2 separate regions of the Sus scrofa genome follow, and region 2 is linked to region 1. The links are chromatin contacts, called in public Hi-C maps. All regions are on one chromosome and are shown on one strand. The core of a region is the stretch at or near the end of the contact, and the rest is flanking DNA. Distances in the headings are between cores, read along the strand shown.

What was found. Hi-C and Micro-C count contacts between places; a contact is called where the count stands out from the background.
Region 2: a Hi-C map of liver shows a contact between it and region 1, with 2.5 times the contacts expected there. The contact joins the promoter of HTT here to the promoter of GRK4 in region 1. A contact is called at or near these places in 2 of 5 promoter capture datasets (liver and skeletal muscle), 7 of 47 Hi-C or Micro-C datasets (embryonic fibroblasts, fibroblasts, heart right ventricle and 3 more) and 2 of 2 datasets of contacts at active chromatin or transcription factors (alveolar macrophages and skeletal muscle).

The regions. Positions count from the first base shown.
Region 1 is chr8:1,733,502-1,740,687 of Sscrofa11.1, forward strand. GRK4 (G protein-coupled receptor kinase 4) reads left to right here and starts at 4,459. Exons shown (of 12, transcript XM_021100943.1): 1 at 4,459-5,082. The coding sequence starts at 5,031. It overlaps NOP14 (nucleolar protein 14), which reads right to left and starts at 4,470. Exons shown (of 18, transcript XM_005666511.3): 1 at 4,132-4,470; 2 at 1,840-1,974; 3 at 1,227-1,368. The coding sequence starts at 4,326.
Region 2 is chr8:1,807,010-1,814,195 of Sscrofa11.1, forward strand. HTT (huntingtin) reads left to right here and starts at 2,776. Exons shown (of 67, transcript NM_213964.1): 1 at 2,776-3,138. The coding sequence starts at 2,903.

The sequences.
Region 1 (7,186 bases), core at 3,209-5,708:
CTGTGTCCCAGAGCTCTCAGGATACGGCCAACCCCACTGTGCCACAGTGGGAACTCTGAGGGCTGGCTTTTAAGATGAAATTCTCGGAGTTCCCGTCATGGCGCAGTGGTTAACAAATCCGACTAGGAACCATGAGGTTGCGGGTTTGATCCCTGGCCTTGCTCAGTGGGTTAAGGATCCGGTGTTGCTGTGAGCTGTGGTATAGGTTGCAGACGCGGCTCGGATCCTGTGTTGCTGTGGCTCTGGCGTAGGCTGGCAGCTGCAGCTCTGATTCGACCCCTGGCCTGGGAACTTTCATATGCCGCTGGAGCGGCCCAAGAAATGGCAAAAAAGACAAAAAAAAAAAAAAAAAAAAAGATGAAATTCTCCTATCTGTGTTGTGTCATTGAACAAAAGAATGGCTCCTAATGACTCATTTAAAAAGTTACAGTAGGGAGTTCCCATCTTGGCGCAGTGGAAATGAATCTGACTAGGAACTATGAGGTCACGGGTTTGATCCCTGGCCTTGCTCAGTGGGTTGAGGATCGGGCGTTGCTGTGAGCTGTGGTGTAGGTCACAGATGCAGCTCGGATCTGGCGTGGCTGTGGCTGTGGCGTAGGCCAGCAACTGTAGCTCCGATTAGACCCCTACCCTGGGAACTTCTATATGCCATGCAGGCGGTCCTTAAAAAAGGACAAAAAGTCAAAAAAAAAAGTTATAGTAAATGTATTTACTTTCAAATGTAAAAGGCTTTTCCTTTATAAGTTGCCTGGATTTTGATAAGCTCCTAACACAAATCAAAGGAGAGGAGGTCCTGTTGTGGCTCACTGGGTTAAGAGCCCAACACAGTGTCTGTCCGTGAAGATGCAGGTTCGATCCCTGGCCTCACTCATCAGGTTAAGGATCCAGTGTTGTCTCTGGCAGCGTGGTTTCAATCCCTGGCTGAGGGCAGTGGGTTAAGGATCCAGACTGCCACAGCTGTGGCACAGGCTACAGCTGTGGCCCAGGCTGCAGCTGCGCTTGGATTCGATCTCAGGCCGGGGAACTTCCATGTGCTGCAAGTACAGCCAAGAAAGAAAAAGAGAGAGAAAAAAGGAAGGGATACCAAGGAGCTTTCTCAGCCTAGCCAGTCTCTGCCTATCAACCCACACACCCTCATCAAGAGCGAATCCGCGCTTCTAGGTCTCTGAGCAGGGCAAGAAGAACCCTGAGCAGTGAGCAGACGGGCCCCCGTTCCCAGCCCTCACCTGACAGCACTCCGCGGTCCTCGGCGTCGCTGTCACTGTCCACAATGTCATTATGCTTTTCTATGTCTGCCAGAGACTGGCCGTAATGAGTTAATTCTTCATCTTCATTTAGGTTGTAGATGCTTTTTTTCTCGTGTTGTCGCTAACAGAATAGAGGAAAAAACCCTCAAATTTCCACATCCATTTAAACATCAAAAAACAATGCTTTTCCCATGTCTGTGCAATTGACAATGAAGATTATTCTGGGTCATTTGAGCAACAATTTGGATATAAACAGAACCCACAGAAGGTAAATCAATCGACGGGCTCACGGAGGCACTGGGAAATCACGCAGCCCTGCCCACCAGGAAAGCTCCATAGTCCACTCGCCCTGGCTGAAGGCACTTCAGTCCAAACCTCCAGGACGCATCAGTGCCATACACTCTGGTTAAGCTATTTAGCCACCCAACTGGTATTTGCACAAAGCTGCCTCCCTTTGGCCTTGCCAGACAAGGCACAGCATTCGAGGCCCATGCCCACAAAACCAGAGGTGAACAACGGGAGGCAGCCTTCTCCGTGCGTGACTTCTGTGTAAAAACTTCTACTGCAAAAGATCCTTCGGTCGTTTCCGTACCTGCTGCTCCAGGGCAAACCTCTTCAGCATCTTCTCCTCAGGACTTAAGTTGCTGTCATATTCCCCAAAGCGTTTATCTGTAAATACATTGGACTTATCCCTTTCTTTGTATTCCTTTAGTAACGTCTGGGTGCGCTGAAAAACAGATCACAGAATAATCTCTCACTGGCCCCAGCGACGAACTCTGAGCATCAAGGGGATGCTTCAAGGAGACACGATGATGGGTCTAAGGACCTGGAAGATGCCACCGAAACAAACAGTCCAAAAAAGCCGATGCGTTGGCTGGAAAGCCTGATCTCAATTAACGAGGGGAAAGTGGGTCCCTGCCACTCAACGAGGCAAAGGGGACTAGGCCTGGGACCCAGGGAACTCTCATGCTGTGTTCCTACTTCCTTGTACTTCCATGCCTAACACCAAAGGCTACAATGAAACAAACAAACAAAAAAGAAACGATGGAGCACTCAGTGGTCACTCCACCCTGTGAAGAAACCAGAGGCCTGAGACTATAGCTGAGAGAAGGGCAAACACAGAACACGGAGCAGAGCAGCAAGCCGTTTATGGCAACTATGACGTCGCTATCCCTTGCAAAGAATGTAGTGGCGCTGCCTTTCTCTTTGCTACATATGTGCAATTACTTCTACGCACAGTCTCTGCTACTCGCAGATTCCACACTGTCATGTTTGTCTACTGCTGAGTTCGTCTGTAACCCTAACCAACCCTTGCACCTTCTGGGTCATTCACAGACAAGCACATGACATCCAGGAGCTGTAGTCAAGCACGAGGACAGCCCCATCGCTTCCCAGCAAGGACTCTGGGGAACACCTATAGTACCTGTAAAGGGAGATACAGGTAGTTCCCACCTCAGGCAGCTAAGCAGAAACGAGGGCAATGAGGCTTCAGTAATGAAGACAGACGAGTCCACTGTGGAGTCCATGCTATTGCCACCCCCACGCCTGCCTTGGGGCGTGTGACAGGGGACACACTCGAGTCAGCTCTAAGCTTGTCTCGTCTACCTCTATTGCCCGCTCCTTGCAAAAGATGACACCTGATTTAATTCAAAGATCATCTGGACCCCAAGCCGTGTGAGAATACAGACTCTGAGCCCCTGAAGCTGGGGCCGACGGCTTCTTTACCTTTTCCCCTCCACCTGCTAGAACAGAGCTGAAACACAAGTGCCCAGTGGCGCATAAAGGCTTCAGAGAGGTTTAAACCCAGTGCAAGCCCCAGCCCTTACCAGTCGTGCCACCCTAGGAAAGCTACTTGTCCTCTGTGCTTCTGCCTACTAATTCATTAGCCTACTGATACCTCTTCCTCAGAGTAATAATAAACATTGTTTTGCTTTTTAGGGCGGCACCTGTGGCAGATGGAAGTTCCCAGGCCAGGGGTTGAATCAGAGATGCAGCTGCCAGCCCACACCGCAGTCACAGCAATGCTAGAGACAAGCCTTATCTGTGACCTACACCACAGCCTGTGGCAATGCCAAATGGTTAAGCCACTGAGCAAAGCCAGGGATCCTCCTGGATACTAGTCCAGTTCACAACCTGCGGAGCCACAGCGGAACTCCCAATGTTGTTCCGCCAACCAAGGAGCGTGTCTCAGAAGCTGCATGGAGAATGCCACCTGAACTGAACCCTAAAGCACAGAATGCTCTGAGACCACAGCACAGAAAACGTGAAAGCACTCAGCATCCAGGAGGGTAGCATTTCAGCTACCCTGCAAGGGACAGGGTTGTGTGCTGCAAAGGAGAGATGCACTCTTCCTCAAACATCCAGGAGCACCCCTATGCAGCCCCCATTCTGTGCAGAAAAGGCCCAGGATCCCTAACCCAGCAGCGTTCAGAGTCTCCAGGAGAACAGGCTGAAAGAGATCCGCACAGGGGACACGGCAGCAGAGAAGTGACTAACTGCCCGAGGCGCCTGCAAAGGAGCCACAAGGAAACACACGTGTGCTGGGTCTCCAAGGAGGGACAATAAATTTCCAAGGACTGTCATTCCAGCCCACCCAAAGCCAGAGGCATGACACGGGGCATACACGACACACGACGTCCAACTGTGCCAAGCGCTGGTCCGAGGACTCTAAGTGACAACTGCCCTCCCTCACCGCAGCCCCGGGACGCGGGTCCTCCCATCATCTCAATTTACAGACGAGGAAACAGGCGCAGAAAGGTTCCCACGCCTCCGGGCCACCGCGCGGCACACACCCCGCGGTAGGGCTCGCGAGTCTGCGCCGTGCCGCGGAGGTTCAAGGGTAGGGCCGCGGGCCCGGGGGGCGCGCTCCCACCCCCCCGTTTACCTTCTGGAGCGCTCGCGCGCGGGACACCCCGGGCATCCCCACATCGTGGCGCGTTTTCCTGCCCAGGACCTGGAACTTCTGCCGGTTGACTTTCACCTCGAATGGGTTGGGGTTGGGTCTCGCTCGGCCGCTCCGCGCGCCCGCCGGGGCCCCGAGGGCCTTCCCGCGCGCCCCGGCGGACCTGGCCTTCCCCATCGCGACACTCGCCGGACTTCAGAACCACTCAGAAGACACGTGCACCTCCGCAGCCCGGGGCGGCCCTCCGGTTCTCGCGAGAACTGAGCCCGTGCGAAGGGGAACGCCGGGAGAAACTCCGTCTCGCCCAGGCCCCGCCTACTCGCCCGCGGCGGAGCGACTACAATTCCCAGCAGCCTTCGCCGCGCGCGGCCTCCTGGGAGCGGTCGCGGCCCTCGCGGCGCCGGCCCGCCTCCGCACGCCAGCGGGAGAGCGCTCGGGCTCCCTCTCCCGGGGAGCCGTTGGCGGGAGTCGGCGCTGTGCCAGGAGGCGGCGGCGGCGGCGGCGCCCCTGCCGGAGAGCCCCTCCCGGGCCATGGGGCCGCCAGCCTGGGCCACCGCGCGGCGGCAGTGACCGCGGGAACCCGCGGCGGCCGGGCTGTCAGAGCCCCCCGGCCCGCCCACGCCCCGGACCCCGAGGGTCGGGCGGGAGGCCGGCGCCGGGAACGTCCGAAGCAGCGGCGGCGCGGCTGGTGGCCGTGGCAGCGGCGGCGGCGGCAGAAGCGGGCGGTGGAGGGGCTGCAGCCCAGTGTGGCACCCGGCCCGGCGCCCGGCGAACCATGCGCGGAGGACGCGCCGCCGCCGCCCCCTCGAGTCCGCAAACCCCGGTCGCGGCGGCTGCAGAGGCGGCGGAGGCGGCGGCGGCGGCGGCGGCGGCGGTCGTCCATGGAGCTCGAGAACATCTTGGCCAACTCGCTGCTACTGAAAGCGCGCCAAGGTGGGTGCACAGCGGCGCCCCAACCAGCCCTGGAACCCCGATCCCCGGGGGACCCTGCTGCGGGACCCAGATCTTCCGCAGAATCCCGAGCCGGTCCGCGCAGCCTCGCTCTCGGGCGCGGTCGGCTGGCGAGGGGTCAGTTTGGGCCCCCCTAAGGCTTAAGCTGCTTGGTCCCCTTTCAGCACCGCCTGACCCAAGTGAAGGTAGCCCGCGCTCTGCTCTGGTCCGTCTGAAGTCGCAGGGTCGCAGCGTTGCTTCAGCACCAGGCGACCCGTGTCCTACTGACCTGAGAGGGAGGAAGCCAGGCCAGCGAGTGAAGCCAGCAGAAGAGAACCATGTCTTGGTGGGATCTAAAGGACAAGAGGAGAATCCTGTAATCTACCCTGGCGAGGCCCTTCCAAGGGTGTTTAGCCTGTTAATTTTGACATAGCTTCTTGGCCTTTAGGTGTGAGAAGGTGTCTCAGACTTGACGGTGACAAGAGTGGATTTTAGCCCCACTAACGTGTTGAGTGAACAAGTCAGTAAGACTTAAGTGTGAAAACAGCAGTTGGCTCCGCCCTGCTCGAGACTCCAGGAGTAGAATCTCTGTCGAGGACCAGGTGTCTTCTCTCCTGCCTCTGGAGAGATGGGAGAGCAGGCAGCAGCGTCTGCCCGTGGTTCTTCCGTCCCTTCCCTCTTGCGCAGTCAGAGTCAGAGAACAGAAAGTACCTGCAGAAGGCTGCATAGTTAAGACAATTTGAAGGAGCGTTTTCTGCTCCATCTCCCAGGGCTTCCGTCCTGGGTGCAGAGTGCAAAGAGGTGCTCCAGGGGACTTGGGGATGCTGTTGAAAAGCGTCAGTAAGTTCATCTTGTGATTGGGGTAGTGAATACTGTGCTGTGTGAGAAATGAACCTGGCACACAGATGTTTCAGACTTGGGTTGTTTTTTTTTAAGTACCCCCCCTTTCCCATTTTGTCCTAAGTGCCTTTCTCTCAACACCCTGGAGATTCCGAATCAGAAATTCTTTTTTCTTTTCTTTTTTTTTTTTTTTGTCTTTTTAGGGCTGCACTGGCGGCATATGGAGGTTCCCAGGCTAGGGGTCCAATTGGAGCTGTAGCCACCAGTCTACAACAGAGCCACAGCATCGTGGGATCTGAGCCTCGTCTGTGATCTACACCACAGCTCATGGCAATCCTTCATCTACTGAGTCAAACCCGTGTCCTCATGGATGCTAGTTGGGTTCACTAACCGCAGCGCCATAACAGGAACTCAGGTTTTTTGTTTGTTTGTTTGTTTTGCTTTTTAGAGCCGCACCCGCTGCATTTGGAGATTCCCAGGATAGGGATCGAATTGAAGCTGTAGCTGCCAGCCTATGCCATAGCCACAGCAATGTGAAGCAGAAATTCTTGAAGTAACAGGGAGTGATAGAATTAGCTACTAAGTTTGGGGTTTAAATGGAAGGACTTTGAGTTAAGAAGTAGTGAGCTTTTATTATTATTATTATTATTTTTTATTTTTTATTATTTTCACACTGTACAGCAAGGGGGTCAGGTCATCCTTAGATGTATACATTGCAGTTACAGTTTTTTCCCCCATATTATTTATTTTTAATTTTTTTTTTTTCCAGACAGCAATCCAAGAGCGCAACAGCAGTGACCCAAGCCGCTACAGTGATAAAGCCAGATCTTTAACTCACTGTGCCACCAGGGAACTCTAGAAGTAGTGAACTTGAATTTTGTAGCGTGCTTTTTATATTGAGAGTTGTAGGAGTTCCTGCTGTGGCTCAGCAGTTAACAAAACTGACTAGGATCCGTGAGGATGCGAGTTCGATCCCTGGCCTCGCTTAGCGGGTTAGGGATCCAGCGTTGCTGTAAACTGAGACTTTATGGTGTGAAGAGAGGGTTTTAGCCCAACTTATGGTTTGATTGAACAAGTTAGCAAGACTTCAGTGTAAAAGCAGAAGTTGGCTCAGGCCTGCTCGGGGACCCCAGGTGTGGTGTAGGTCGCAGACTCAGCTCGGATCGGGCGTGGCTGTGGCTGTGGTGGAGGCCGGCAGCTGTAGCTCCGATTAGACCCCTGGCCTGGGAACCTCCATATGCCACGGGTGCGGCCCGAAGAAAAAAAG
Region 2 (7,186 bases), core at 1,526-4,025, 72 kb after region 1:
ACGTAGTCACATGGCTGCAGCCAGCTGAGAGGAAGGGGGAAATGCAGTGTTTTTACTAAGGGGAAAAGTGCCCAGATAAAAACCGAGGCCCTGTTATCGAAGAAGGTCAGAGGGGCTGTTAGGAGACAACTGAACTGCTTAATGTTATGGGCTGAACCATGTCCTCAAAACTCTTAAGTTGAGTCCTAACCCCTAGGACCTCAGAATGGGACCATGTTTGGAGAAAGGGTCTTTAATGATGTAATTAAGATAAAATGAGGAGTTCCCGTCGTGGCGCAGTGGTTAACGAATCCGACTAGGACCCATGAGGTTGAGGGTTCGGTCCCTGGCCTTGCTCAGTGGGTTAAGGATCCAGCGTTGCCGTGAGCTGTGGTGTAGGTCGCAGACGCGGCTCAGATTCCACGTTGCTGTGGCTGTGGTGGAGGCTGGCAGCTACAGCTCCGATTCGACCCCTAGCCTGGGAACCTCCATATGCCGTGGGTACGGCCCTAGAAATGGCAAAAAGACAAAAAGACAAAAAATAAATAAATAAAAATAAAACGAGGTCACAAGAGTGGGTCCTAATCCAGTATGACCACTATCCTTGGGAGGAAGGAGGACGAGGACCCAGGCTGCATGGAGGGAAGCCCATGTGAGGACACAGCGGGAGAGAGCCGTCCTCACAGCGGGCGGGAGAGCCCCCAAAGAACCAGCCTGCTCCCGCCTCGCTCTCGGACGTGCAGCCTCCAGGTCTGTGACAAGATCAACTCCTGGGGCTTGAGCCTCCCGGTCCGTGGTCCCTTGCTACCGCGGCCCCAGTGAATGAATACACTTGTCTACTGCTGTGCAAACCACCACGTGGTGGTTTAACGTCCCCGTTAGGATCGCACAGTTGTTGTGGTTCAGGAATCTGGGCACAGCTTCAATGAACGAGGTCCTTCACTCCTTGGTGTCTGGAATGCCTTCATTCAAGTACCAGCTGCCTTTCACCTGCAAGCTTGACTGGGCAAGGATCCGCTTCCAAGCTCATGTGGTGCTGGCATGATTCAGTTCTTGCTGGGCTGTTGGCCTGAGAGCCTCCGTTTCTCACTGACTGTTGGCCTCTCCAACAGGGCAGCCGGCTTAAAGAACCTGTGCACACCTAGGAGATGGACAGCAAGTCAGAGGCCCCATCTCTTGTCATGTAATCCCAGGAGCTCCGGCTTTGCCTACGATAGTGTTAGAGGAGTCAGCGAAAATTCAGTTAACAATCAAGAAGAAAAAAGAGCATTTCATTCAAGCCAAGCTGAGGATGACGACCCAGGAGACAGACTCTCGGAAGCTCGGAGGGCTGATCCACCTGTGAGGAGTCCAAGGCATGATCATGCACATTTCTGAGACTAAGGATCACACATCACGATGCCACCCAGACCTTCTGCATAGAGGTCACCAAAGATACAAAGCCCAGGTAAACAGGTACCAGGAGAGCAGTGAGTCATTACGATCCCTGGAGAGCTGGGAGAGAATGCCAGTGTGACAGTCGAGCGGGCGTGCCCATCTTCAGCCCCGGGGTAAGGCAGACACACCCTCCACGTGAGGGGGCGATGGAGGAGGCCAAATGACAGAGAACTTTATGTTTCCATTTTTGGGCCCCACCCTAAAATATAAATTTTACTTAATCGCAAGCGAACCACCAGTGACAGCCCACACTCAAGGGAGGGGGCTCTTTCTTCAAGGCAGTGAGCAGCAGGAGGGGGTCACTGGGCCATCTGAGAAGTCTGCCAATCACAGTACCTGACAGCCTGGAGTTCAGCCACTGTGGCCTGTGCTGCATGAAGGCTGGCATGCAGCCTCGCCAGTGAACAAGGGCCTTTATTAACACCAGGGAACAGGGACCTCAAGGCTGGCAGCACGTTTCTCTGAGATCCTTCCCTTGAAGGGAGGCCCCCATTGCTGTCCCCTTGGGGACAACGCTTCCTGTGGGGATGCTGGGTTTCTGTTCACCTGACTGCTTTGGGACAACAGGCTCTGAAATCAGGTGAAGACTTCTGGAGGCTTCCTACTGCTTGCCCCAGAGGGCTTTCCTGAGGCCGTGTGCTCCGTGCTGCCCCTGGCTTGCCCACTGTCTCCCCTCCAGGTGATGAGGCTCTGGAGCCCTAGACCGGACCTTTGCACACCGGTCGGCCTCCGCCCTGGGAGTGGACAGCCGTGGGCTGGGCAGTCTCCTGTGGGGGCATCTCCGGGGTCAAAGCGGCTTCTCGCTGCACCAGCCACAGCCTCTCTGGGGAGCAGGGCCTTGACCAGGCAGGTTTTTTTTACCCCGAAGCCTTCAGCTCCCCCTTGGGCTACTGACTCTCCTTCCAGGGCCCAGCTCCTCTCCGAGGGGTCACACCTGGCCTCCCGCCCGGAGGGTCTTCTAGCTCCACTTCCCCCTTCCTCCTCTGCAGGGCTGTCCCAAGGACCTTCCCTCCTCCACGGCCGCTGGATGGGCAAGCGGCCCCGCGGGGGTCCCCGCTCCACACCCAGGGCTGACCCTCCCGGCCATCCCCCAGAATCCTTCCCGCGGGCGGGGCTCCCTCCCGGGGGCGGGGCTCCTTCCCGGACGTGCCGTGACGCTCACGCCCTCCCCGTCGCGCCCCGCCCCCTCTCCCAGGGGCTCTAGGAAGCCAGGCGGTGGGCACGGGGGGCGGGCCGGAGCCTCGTCCGGTCATTGGCGGAGGCCGCCGTCTTTGGTTGTCAATCCCGCCGGTCCGGCCCCGCCCCGCCGGCGGAGCGTCGGGGGACGCAGGGCCGCGGGGGCTGCCGGGACGGACCCAAGATGGCCGGGCGCCTCGGTTCCGCTCCCGCCTGCGGCCCCGAGTCCCATTCATTGCCGCGCTGCTGAGCGGAGCCCCGAGGCGGCCCGAGGGCTTCGGGGGCTGTCCCCGCGGGGCGAGAGGCCGCCATGGCGACCCTGGAAAAGCTGATGAAAGCTTTCGAGTCTCTCAAGTCCTTCCAGCAGCAGCAGCAGCAGCAGCAGCAGCAGCAGCAGCAGCAGCAGCAACAGCAGCCGCCGCCACCGCCGCCTCAGCCTCCTCAGCCGCCACCGCAGACGCAGCCGCCGCCTCAGCCGCCGCCGCCCCCGCCCCCGCCGCCGCCGCCGCCCGGCCCGGCAGTGGCCGAGGAGCCGCTGCACCGACCGTGAGTGCGGGCCCCCTGCAGACCCCGGCCCGCGGCGACGGGGCGACCCCGAGCCCCTCCCCGGCCCTGCGTGGGTCTCGGCCCCCCGCAGGGCGCGGAGCCTCGCCGGCCCCCCCCGGAGGCACCGGGGCGTCCCGGCCGCGAGGTTAGGGACGGAGCCGGGGCCGTGTTGGGAGCAGCGCTTGGCGGAGCGAGGCCGGCTCCGGTCCCTGCCCCGCCGGCCGCGAGGAGCGGGACCCGAGCCGGAGCGCCGCGGGGGAGCGGTGACGTCATGCCTCGGGGCGGGGGCGGCGGCGCGCGCGGCCCAATGGCGAGTCCTTTCCGAGGCCCTGGAGCAGCCTGTTCCCGCTGCCGCCGGGCATCCCCCCGAGTGCGGGGTCGCGGGCGGAGCCGCAGCGCGTTCGGCGTCGGCCAGAGCCGAGCTTGTCTGCGCTCCCGTTGGTCTGCAGGCTCTTGAGCGGGTTGTGGTGGCCAAGTTCGTGGTGCGCTGTTTAGGTGGTGATGAGTCACGAGGGAGAAACTAAAATTTGCCTGGAGTATTGGGTCGAGTTGACTGTGTGCAGTGCCTGTGTGCAGTGGGAACGAGAAGGACGTGTTGCTGAGGGAGAGGTTCACTGCCGGGGGCGAATGCGGTGCGGGAACGTGGCTGTCCGGGGACCCCGCAGGCGTCGCCTGTCGCTGACATCCGGTGCTGTTGGGAAGTAGGGGTCTCTTGCTTGTGCCAGGGAGAATTTTTGAGACAGAAAAAGAACATTTCAGGAGCTCCCGTCGTGGCGCAGTGGTTAACGAACCCGACTAGGAACCATGAGGTTGCGGGTTCGGTGCCTGCCCTTGCTCAGTGGGTTAACGATCCAGCGTTGCCGTGAGCTGTGGTGTAGGTTGCAGACGCGGTTCGGATCCCGCGTTGCTGTGGCTCTGGTGTAGGCCGGTGGCTACAGCTCCGATTGAACCCCTAGCCTGGGAACCTCCATATGCTGCGGGAGCGGCCAGAGAAATAGCAAAAAAAACCCCAAAACGAACATTTCATTTCATAGAGCACCTTCTGAGAGCACCCAAGCCCTTCCCCTGGAGTCCCGTGTGCCCAGTGGTTCAGCCGAGGCCGGGGCGTGCTCCGCGGCAGGCCAGCCTTTCACCTCGGGCCACTTCGTGTCTGAGCCGAAGGTGGACGGAAGGCATTTCATGAGGACGGCTTTCAAGAAGCAGCCCCTTTAAGGCGCTCACTCTGTTAAGGCTGATGCACTCTTAGCAATGTTTTCTTCTTTTCTTCTTTATGTTTCTGATAGGATCCTTGCTGTGTCAGAGATTTCGTTAGAAAATGAGAGTCGAGGAGTGATTTTGGCTTATCTGTTAGAATAAAATTTAGAAATAATTTTTTTCTTCTAGAAAAGGTCTTTTGAATACTCAGAGGGGAAAAAAATATTTTTTAACAGTTTGCTTTACCTCTGCAGCAAGTAATTTATAACCATAACCCATCGCAGACTTTCATGGTAGTGCATCTCCTGCAGGTGGATGTCATGAAGTTAACACGTGGTTGGGACCTTGTATAAACAGGGGAAGCACTAGTGGGGCTCTGTGTAGGGAGGAGGTTCTACTGCTGTCCCTGTCTGCTCGTGCAATCACTTGGTCAGCCTAAAAATATGCCTTCTGCTTCTTATGCTGATTTGACAGAACCTGAATTTGCTTATCTTCTTCAAAATACGGGTGTAAAGAGGTTTCCTTTTTTAAATTTTTAAAATAAAAAATTGTTTTAAAATTTATAATTATTATTATTTGTCTTTTTGTCTTTTCTAGGGCCGCTCCTGCAGCATATGGAGGTTCTCAGGCTAGGGGTCTAATCAGAGCTGTTGCCGCCGACCTACAACCACAGCCACAGCAACACCAGATCCTTAACCCACTGAATGAGGCCAGGGATCGAACCCGAAACCTCATGGTTCCTCATTGAATTCATTAACCACTGAGCCACGACAGGAATGCCTAAATTTTAAAAATTTTTTATTTATTTTGCTTTTTGGGGCTGCACCTGCAGCACATGGAAGTTCCCACGCTAGGGGTCCAATCAGAGCTACAGCTGGGAGCCTAAACCACAGCAATGCAGGATCCGAGCCACCTCTGGGAACTATACCACAGCTCATGGCAACTCTAGATCCTTAACCCACTGAGCAAGGCCCGCAACCTTATGGTTCCTAGTCGGATTCATTTCCGATGCGCCACCACAGCAACTTTCTGCTGCTGCGCCACGATGGGAACTTCCTTCTTAAGCTAGCTTGATGAAGTAGATTTTGTTTCACTGTTTTATTGTAAGGAAATGTATGATTGACTTATTTTAAACGGAACCTGATTTTTTTTTGCATGAATAACACAGTCACTTGATACAAATTCCAAAATTGCAAAAAGTAAGTAAAGTAGCTCCCATTCTTTTCTCCCAGGTACCTAACTCCATTCCCAGAGGCAAGCGCTGTTACCCTTTCCCCTGGTGTATCCCACCAATGTACATGAAGATAGATTTAAAATGTTTTAGGAGTTCCCATCATGGCTCAGTGGTTACCGAATCTGACTAGAAACCATGAGGTTGTGGGTTCGATCCCTGGCCTTGCTCAGTGAGTTGATGATCCGGTGTTGCTGTGAGCTGTGGTGTAGGTCACAGACGCAGCTCAGATCTCGCGTTGCTGTGGCTGTGGTGTAGGCTGGCAGCTACAGCTCCGATTCGACCCCTAGCCTGGGAACCTCCATATGCCGTGGGTGCGGCCCTAGAAAAGGCAAAAAGACAGAAAATAAAATAAAATAAAATGTTTTAAAAACAAAAGTATTTCAGAATATTAACTTTGAAAGGTTCTTAGCACACTCTGAAACCAACTGCAGTGGGCTTAATTATGGTTATTTTAAATAAAATGCATGAATATATTTTTATGTGCTTTTTGGGAAAGCAAGTATTCATTAATTTTGAGTAATGAACTCCCTGCTTACAGATTTGGATCTTGGCATTTCTGTTCAGATGCTTCAGTTGAAAAAAATCCACTCCCCAAAATAAGATTGGCCAAAAGCAGTTAGAAAGTAACTGTTCTATTTTTACGGCTCTTGCTCTCTGTGGAACTGTAGTGGCACCAGCCATGCGTGGGTTTCAGTTGAAGACTCTGAGTGCCTGCTCTCAGCTCAGCGTATAGGATGCAGGGGTTCCGGGTGGTACTGGCCAGTCTCAGCAAGGCCGGTGTGCAGGGGAGTGCTGGAGCTTGGGTTGGTCCTAACTGCAGTCATGTGGCAGTTGACACCTTCTCACTCTCCTTCAGATTCCCACCTGGTTTTCCCCCGACTTTCATTGTTGATTCATCAGTAAAGGTTTGTGCCAGCCACTGTCCACATAGCTGCAGGGCTACAGCAGTGAGCAGATAAAGCCCTGTCCTCATGAAGCTTAGCTTTAGTGAGGGACACAGACCGTAAACAGGATACCTAAGTAAAATGTGCAGTGTGCTGGGCAGTGATCAATGAAGGAGAAACAGCAAAGCAGGGCGAGGGGCCAGCAGATGTCAGCGTTACTAAGGTATTGACGTTTTAGGTAGACAGGTGTCCCGGAGAGGACCCTGGGGGTGGTAACACCAGAGGAGAGGCGGGGATGGCCATGAAGGTGTTTGGCAGAGGGGCATTCCAGGATGGGGGACAGGTCCAGACCCCCCTGCTTGAGGAGTGGGAGGAGGAAGGTTTGGCCCATTGAATTAATGAGAGGGAGACTTCGTAGGCGATGAGGTCAGAGGGCTGGAGAGAGTGCAGCACCCGATCAGTAGGCGCTTCCTCCAAGGTGGGTGGACACTGGCCTTTATTCTAAGCGAGGTGGGAAGTCAGTGGAGGGATTGGTCCAAGGAGGGGAGGATTTTGGTTCCATTTTATTTTATTTTTTATTTATGTATTTTTTTTGTGTCTTTTTGCCATTTCTTGGGCTACTCCCACGGCATATGGAGGTTCCCAGGCTAGGGGTCAAATTGGAGCTGTAGCCACTGGCCTACGCCAGAGCCAGAGCAACGCAGGATCCGAGCCGCGTCTGTGACCTATACCACGG